Linked DNA regions of Rattus norvegicus: region 2 is linked to region 1. Evidence: chromatin contacts called from public Hi-C data. All regions are on one chromosome and are shown on one strand. Each heading gives the region's core, a stretch centred on a gene start, on an enhancer-like site or on the middle of the called end of the contact. The rest is flanking DNA. Distances are from core to core; before and after follow the strand shown.

The links. Hi-C and Micro-C count contacts between places; a contact is called where the count stands out from the background.
Region 2: a contact with region 1 is called in a Hi-C map of liver, with 4 times the contacts expected there. The contact joins two enhancer-like sites. A contact is called at or near these places in 4 of 12 Hi-C or Micro-C datasets (the Rat2 cell line, liver and psoas muscle).

Annotation. Positions count from the first base shown.
Region 1 is chr3:35,693,175-35,696,578 of GRCr8, reverse strand. It overlaps Nup214 (nucleoporin 214), which reads right to left. Exons shown (of 36, transcript NM_001168559.1): 22 at 3,072-3,341; 23 at 2,067-2,228; 24 at 31-130. Among named protein-coding and RNA genes, the nearest start is that of Nup214, 42 kb to the right of the region's middle. Within about 2 kb of position 1,623, at least 8 of the 93 cell types and tissues checked have an H3K27ac peak or open chromatin away from gene starts, as enhancers often do.
Region 2 is chr3:35,812,281-35,815,537 of GRCr8, reverse strand. No RefSeq gene overlaps it. Among named protein-coding and RNA genes, the nearest start is that of Plpp7, 32 kb to the right of the region's middle. Within about 2 kb of position 1,812, at least 5 of the 93 cell types and tissues checked have an H3K27ac peak or open chromatin away from gene starts, as enhancers often do.

The sequences.
Region 1 (3,404 bases), core at 374-2,873:
GGGATGCTACACAGCAGAGTCAGAACATACCCCATGGCCGCAGAAGGGGGTGAGGGGTTACTCTTCAGTTCCTGTACATTCACCACTTGAGGGACATTCTTCAAAGTGGATTCGGTCAGAGTGCTCACAGCTATGGAAACAGTGGAGAGAGAACCACATTAACTCCTGGAGAGGATTAAAAAACGCTCCTCTATAAAAATTAATGCCCAGGCCATAACCTCTAGACAGCGACCTCAGAGGAAGGAAATCTAGTCAGCAGTGCAGCCAACAGAACACCTGGCTATTACAGAGGCCAAGGAGTCGACTTCTCGACATCCTAGAGGAACAGTTCCCTGGCCAGCTTCTGCAGCAGAACACAGATACCTGTCACAGTGTTGGCTCATCTTGAAAGGGGTGGCAACACCCAGAGGATTAACAGTGTTCAGCTCAGGGCTGATGCCATTTATTCACCCGTCCTCCTTTCCCACGGGCTTATGATACGCCAGGTTCTGGGTAAATGTGTGGACACAGAAGCCGCTTAAAGGAGCGCAGGACAGACTCATGTCCAGAGATACAGCTGACTCCACCTCCCCAGTGCTCCCACAGGGCCCCCACCAGCAGCCTTCTGATCCTTTTTGTCTTACTTTTCCATCATACTTTATGACCTTTAATGACATTATTATTAACAACTCGAAAAGCCCGAGCAAAGCCCTCGTCTCCCCTGAGCAAATCCCAGGCAGCCTGTGGATCTCTGGGAAAACTCACTTCCTTCTCCAGCAGCAGAACTGGGAGGACACCCCAAACTGTCCACAATTCATCTTAACATGTGCAAGTGTCTCCAGCTTAAAAACTTGCTCCAGGAGACAGTGTGAAGGTCAGTGTTTCCACCATCCTAAATCCTGACAAACCTGAATTTTTTTTTTTAAATAATCAGCTAAACAAGGGACCTGATCAGCATGATGTCAAGATCCTATCTGTCTAGGAAATAAGGAGACTATCAAAGACATGTGTTTTGAAAACGTAAATGTAACTTAAGAGTTATCTTGCATTTAGTTTTTATTATGTGTTTTAGGTACTTTAAGGTTATAGTTAAACTTGATTTACTGCTATTTAATGGCTTTTAGTTTCTTTTGTTTATGTTTTTTTTTTTTTTTTTGAGACGAGGTTTCACTCCAAGTTCACAATACATCCCCATTTGGCTGTGGACTTGTAACAGTCTGCTTCAGTCAGCCCCCGAGTGCTAGGATCACAGGTCAGAGGCACTCACTCCATCTGGCTAACAGTTCTTCCCTAGCTCTGTGAGTTGGCTATGTCTTGGAAGTCTCAAGTGAAAACATTTGGCACTAATAGCTTTCAGCCTTGGCACTCTTCCCATTTGGGGACTAGATAACCTGTCCTTGTGGGGTGTTTTGTTTTAAGATTCTTCTTTAACGTTCCTCGCCAGCAACTCTACAGCTGTTTTTGGGCCAGCTGGAAAGATGACCAGCCTGAGTGAGAACCATTTGCCAAACTGACAAGCAGTGACAACTAGCCCTGAGTCCCATTCCCTCAACCTAAATCCTGACTAGCTATGTCACGGTCTTAACTAAAGCCAGTGACAATGTCAGGGCAGAACAGCCATTTGGAAAGGTAGAGCTCTGGCATATACTGCTTGGCTAACTTTCTCTGCTGACTGACTCAGTACTACAACAAAAATAGGCACAGTAGGAGTGCAGCCACCCTCCCAGTGCCTGGAAACCTGAAAGTACTGTTCTTATGATGTCAGACGGTCGGTTTTCCAAGATCAGGTTAGGAGTGAAGCAGAGATTCTCAATCAAATGTAGGAAAATCAGCATCAAAATTCACCAATTTTCCATAAAACTAAATGTGGCAGCACAGCTAATACCACTATTAGTGCCATCTTCTTCAAATTAAAAAACTTGAGACCTGGTCTTGCCTCTTGGGAGCTCTCCTCACAGGGATGAAGGCCATCAGCTAGCCTTCTCTTCTAAGAAGTGGCAAGAAAGCCATTTGTCAACCACCCCAAAGCCCAGGCCCGTGACCTGGGCAGCTCATACTGTCTCCTAGAAATGGGCTGTAGTCTTTACCTGGCGCCTGACTGGCCATCTGCCGTCTCAGGGCTGCAGCAGCCGCTGCCTGGGGAGCTGCGACAGTGTGGGAAGGACCTGGTGCACCATGCTTTACCGTTTTAGTTGCCAGCATTGTGGTGTCGGCTCCTTGAGGAATAACTTTGGTAGCTGACGTAGAGACTAAGATGAAAAGAAAAATTATCAGAAAAACGGGGTCATTGAAGGACATAGGAAAGTTTAAATGGTAAATTCTGTTGGGTTGTAAAAAAAAAAAAAAGATGCTAAAATCTGAAAATTTTATATTAAAATTAAACAAAATTTTCAAATTTTTTTTTAGTGTTACAGAGAACATTTAGAGCAACATAGAACCTGATTTCCTATAAAGTAGATTTGTCCCAGTACCTCACTCCTGTGTGTCTGCTAGAAGTCACTATGGCACAAGGCCCTGACCGTGTCCCGCAGCAGTGAGCACACAATGCAGATGGCCCCAGAGAGTGACTATGACATGGGTCACAGGAGCTGGTGAGCTGAGCCAGATGCCCCACAGCTGCTGACGGGAGGACATGAGTACACATGTTTTACACTGAGCAAACACCCCTCCTTACCTATGTTAACAAAGCGAAGAGGATGTATGCTGGAGTTAAGCTGTTATAGTATGGACCCTCAGAGGCTTTTATTTCATAGGAGCCTTACCAACCACTTCAAGAGAACCTATACCTTTTGAACCAGTTCTTCTAATTTTTGGTATACTAGCAGAAATGAATGGGAACTCAGTGGTCTGAAGTCTAAGCCCTGGTGAGTCCCCTCAGTAGAGACCTAACAGGGAAGAAAACTGTTCTGTAAAATGGCTTCATTCCTGTACTTTACTCTGTGTCTTTGCTAGAGGTCACTGTGACACACAGCCCTCACAGCGCCCTGCCACAGTGAGCACACCATACAGATGGCCTCAGTGAGTGACACTATGACAGGGACATGCAGCTCTCCAGCTAGTCCTCCATGGGCAGGTTCAAACTGGCGACTTACTTGAAGAGCTCATCGCAGCAGGTGAAGAACTATGAATCAGGTGAGGCTTTGCAAAAGGCATCGCCTGAGGCAGGAGACTGGGTTGGACAGAAGGTGTGCGGACCACGGGGGCATGCCGAGGGACTGGGACCACAGCCTCCTCCTCTCTGCAGGTCGGCGTCGGCCGGGCATCTTCTCCCTCCAGAGGGTGAGCTACGGACGACGCGGAGCTGCCTTCATCTAAGTCTTCATAGTACCTCTGAGACAGGAAGGCTGACCGAGACAGGCTGGCTACAAACGCCCGCCCAAAAACAACATTAGAAACTCGAAGCAAACCCGAAAGCCGTGCCATTT
Region 2 (3,257 bases), core at 563-3,062, 120 kb before region 1:
CTCTACCACTGAGCTAAATCCCCAACCCCTATTTTTTTTTCTTTTTCTTTTTTCGGAGCTGGGGTTTTTGTTTTGTTTTGTTTTTTTTTTTTTAATAAAGGGATCTTAGTAAGCTAGGGCCACCCAGGTGACCTTACTGTAGCTTCATAATGTCATATCTGAGGGCCTATGGTTAGGTCCCAACACATCAATACTTTATGGGGAGCACAACTCAACTGTTAACCCTCTGTAAGCTAAGAGAGACAGACAGGCTAAGTTTTCACATCACATCCTCGGGGCAAAACTCCATCCATCATGTCTCTACTGCATACCCTGGCTGAGGTCAGGATGGATGCTCATGGCCGGGCTGGAGGGTATGAGAGCTCTTCAGGAACCCTATGCCAGGGCTAGCTGGAGGTCTGTGCCTCGTAAACAGACTGAGGGCTAGCCCTGGCTAATGCTGCAGATGGGAAAAACTGAGGTTAGCATCAGGCCACAAGGATACTGGCTGATGGGCTGGGCTTGGATGGGACACTGGTCCATATGGCCCCGCAACCTGGGATCATTGCTCTGCACCCTACTGCAGTCATAGTGACACTTAGCCTTCTGTGCCTGGCTCCCCACCAGCCTGGATAACTTTGACCTTCATGGGCTTTATACCCTCTTAGATCTTTCAAGAGCCCTCCTCTACTCTTGTTTATCAGCTGTGGTCTCTCTGGCTGCCTCCTCCTGGGTCCTCCAGTCCCTCTCTCCAACACCTCCCCACAAGGTCTCAGGGCCTCTTTGCAGATAAAGACTCAGGAGTTCAGAGACCTTGTGGTTTGTCCCACATTGAGTCCAGATCCCAGGGCTTAGCTCACAAGTACCCAAATCATTCTGTCCGGTCTTTTTGAGCATCCAAAGGGAAGGGGGAGGGGACCCCTGTCTCCATTTGTAGTCTGCTTTGCTACAGAGGCTTGGATCAGAAAGGATACCTGATGGGGGCTAAAGATTGTATTCAGTTGAAAGAACTGTCCTAGCATGCAGGGAGCCCAGGCTTCCATCCCCAGCACCCAAAAAGCCAGGGCTCACCCCAAGGATGGGAGAACCAGTTTGAGCTCCAGAAAGGAGGGGGCATATTTGCTTATCCTATGATTCTAGTACTGGGGAGGAGGAGGGAGGGTTACTTTCAGCTAAATAGAGAATTGCAGGCCAGTCTGGGCTACAAAAGATCCTGTCTCAAAAAAAACAAGCAGAAAAAAAGGAAAGAGAATGAAAGGAGGAAGAGAGGGAAGGAAAAACCCAAAGAAACCAAAAACGAAAAAAGAAACAGGCATGAGTCCACGAAGATCGATCCTGCTGCAACAACAGCTTGTAAACACTAGAGGGCGCAGGAAGACGGAAACTCAGTCTAGAATGTGCTGCCTACAAGGTATGTGGAGACCCAGAGATGCGGTTACAGGGATGACAAGATGTCAGTCCCAAGACTTGCTCTTTGTGACAACTACTACATTTTGTCCTCACAGCAAACCCAGAAATGAGAAGCCCCAGTAAGATGCCCACTTTACAGCAAGAAACAAAAGTCCAACGTTATTAAGTGGGAACTTGCAGGTGGCCACAACAGAAACCAGAGGCTGGGGCTGAACGTGGCTCTGGCTTAACAGCCCAGATGTTGTCCTCTCCTCCACCGCTGTCCCGTCTTCTCTCCCAGCTCCCTTTCAGGTGGCTCTCTTAAGCCTGGAGAGCTATAAGGGACTGCTTAAGGGTGGGGAGGGAGGTCTATCCCTAAGATTCCTTGTAGAGAAGGTGGGCTCTGGGGCAGCAGGGAGTTGGGGGAGGGGAGAAATGAGGAAGCAGCCAGGAGGTGTGGGATTAGCCATGGATACAAGGAGTTCCTGTCTGGAAGTCCTTTCTGACTGGCCCCTGGCAGAGCTGGTCCCCTGGGAACCAGCCAGGGTTATTAATACACTGCTGAGTCAGGGGGCTCTTGAGTTGCAAAATCACAAGACATAGCAGGGTATGTCTTGGTAGCAGGAACACTCTTGACTCCAGTGTTTCCTCCCTCCCACCTGCACTGTCCACCTCAGGCTGAACCCTCTATGGTAAGTGGCAGCCAGTGCCCAACTTGGGGCTGTCCTCAGAGAGAGTTAAATGCTCTGGTGCTGAGCTACAAGGATTATTCTAAAAATGGCTTTGGGGAGGGCCCGCTGTGTGCCCATCTGGGAAGCCAGGGCTCCTACTAGTCAGCTCATCATCTGCCTACACAAGGCCCCAGTCACAGTCAAGTGGACTCTACTAGGAGCCCCGTGTTTAAGCTATCGAAGGCACCCATGTAGCATTAGCTTCCAGGGACCTGGTTAATCTGGGTAGGCACTGGCTGATGGGGCAAGGCACCCACATGGGGCCAGCTATGACAGTGAAGAGGCAGATGAGAGGAAGGACTGAGGGTCCAGATACCTCAGACAGAGGCTCTCGGCTCTGGCTCTGTGGCCTCTGTAACCTTTCCTGTCCCAGACTCCAGGAGCCTCCCCAGGCCTCTGCCACCTTTCTGGCATAGCTGTCGTAGGCTTGCTCATGACTTTGTAAGAACAGGCTCACTCCTTGGCCACCTGGCCATCAACATTCCAGCATCATGCTGTGAAGGCTATCTGCTGAGAGTTTTGGGGGCCACTAGATTCCATCTTGAGCATAAAACCCATACCTACTGTCTCCTCAGAATGGAGACACGGACACCTACAAGACAAAGCCATCTGCTCCTAAGGGATGAGAGATGGTTTTGAGCTCAAGCCTGAACTGATTCTGGAGCTGATACTCACATATCCATCCATTCATCATCACCATCACCACCATCACCATCATCACCACCATCACCATCATCACCATCATCACCACCATCACCATCATCATCATCATCATCACCATCACCACCATCACCATCATCATCACCATCACCACCATCACCATCATCATCACCATCACCACCATCACCATCATCACCATCACCACCATCACCATCATCACCATCACCACCACCATCACCACCACCACCATCATCACCATCACCACCATCACCATCATCACCATCACCACCATCACCATCATCACCATCACCACCACCATCACCACCACCACCGTCACCACCATCTTGATAATGGTAAAAATAGTAATAATTATTATTTCTGTAACCTAGACTGACTACAAATCCACTCTGTGGCCAAGGATGATTGAACTTCTGACCCTCTGACCTCCAGATCCTGAGAAGCTGCTTTATGAAGTGCTGGGGATAAAACAGTGTGACT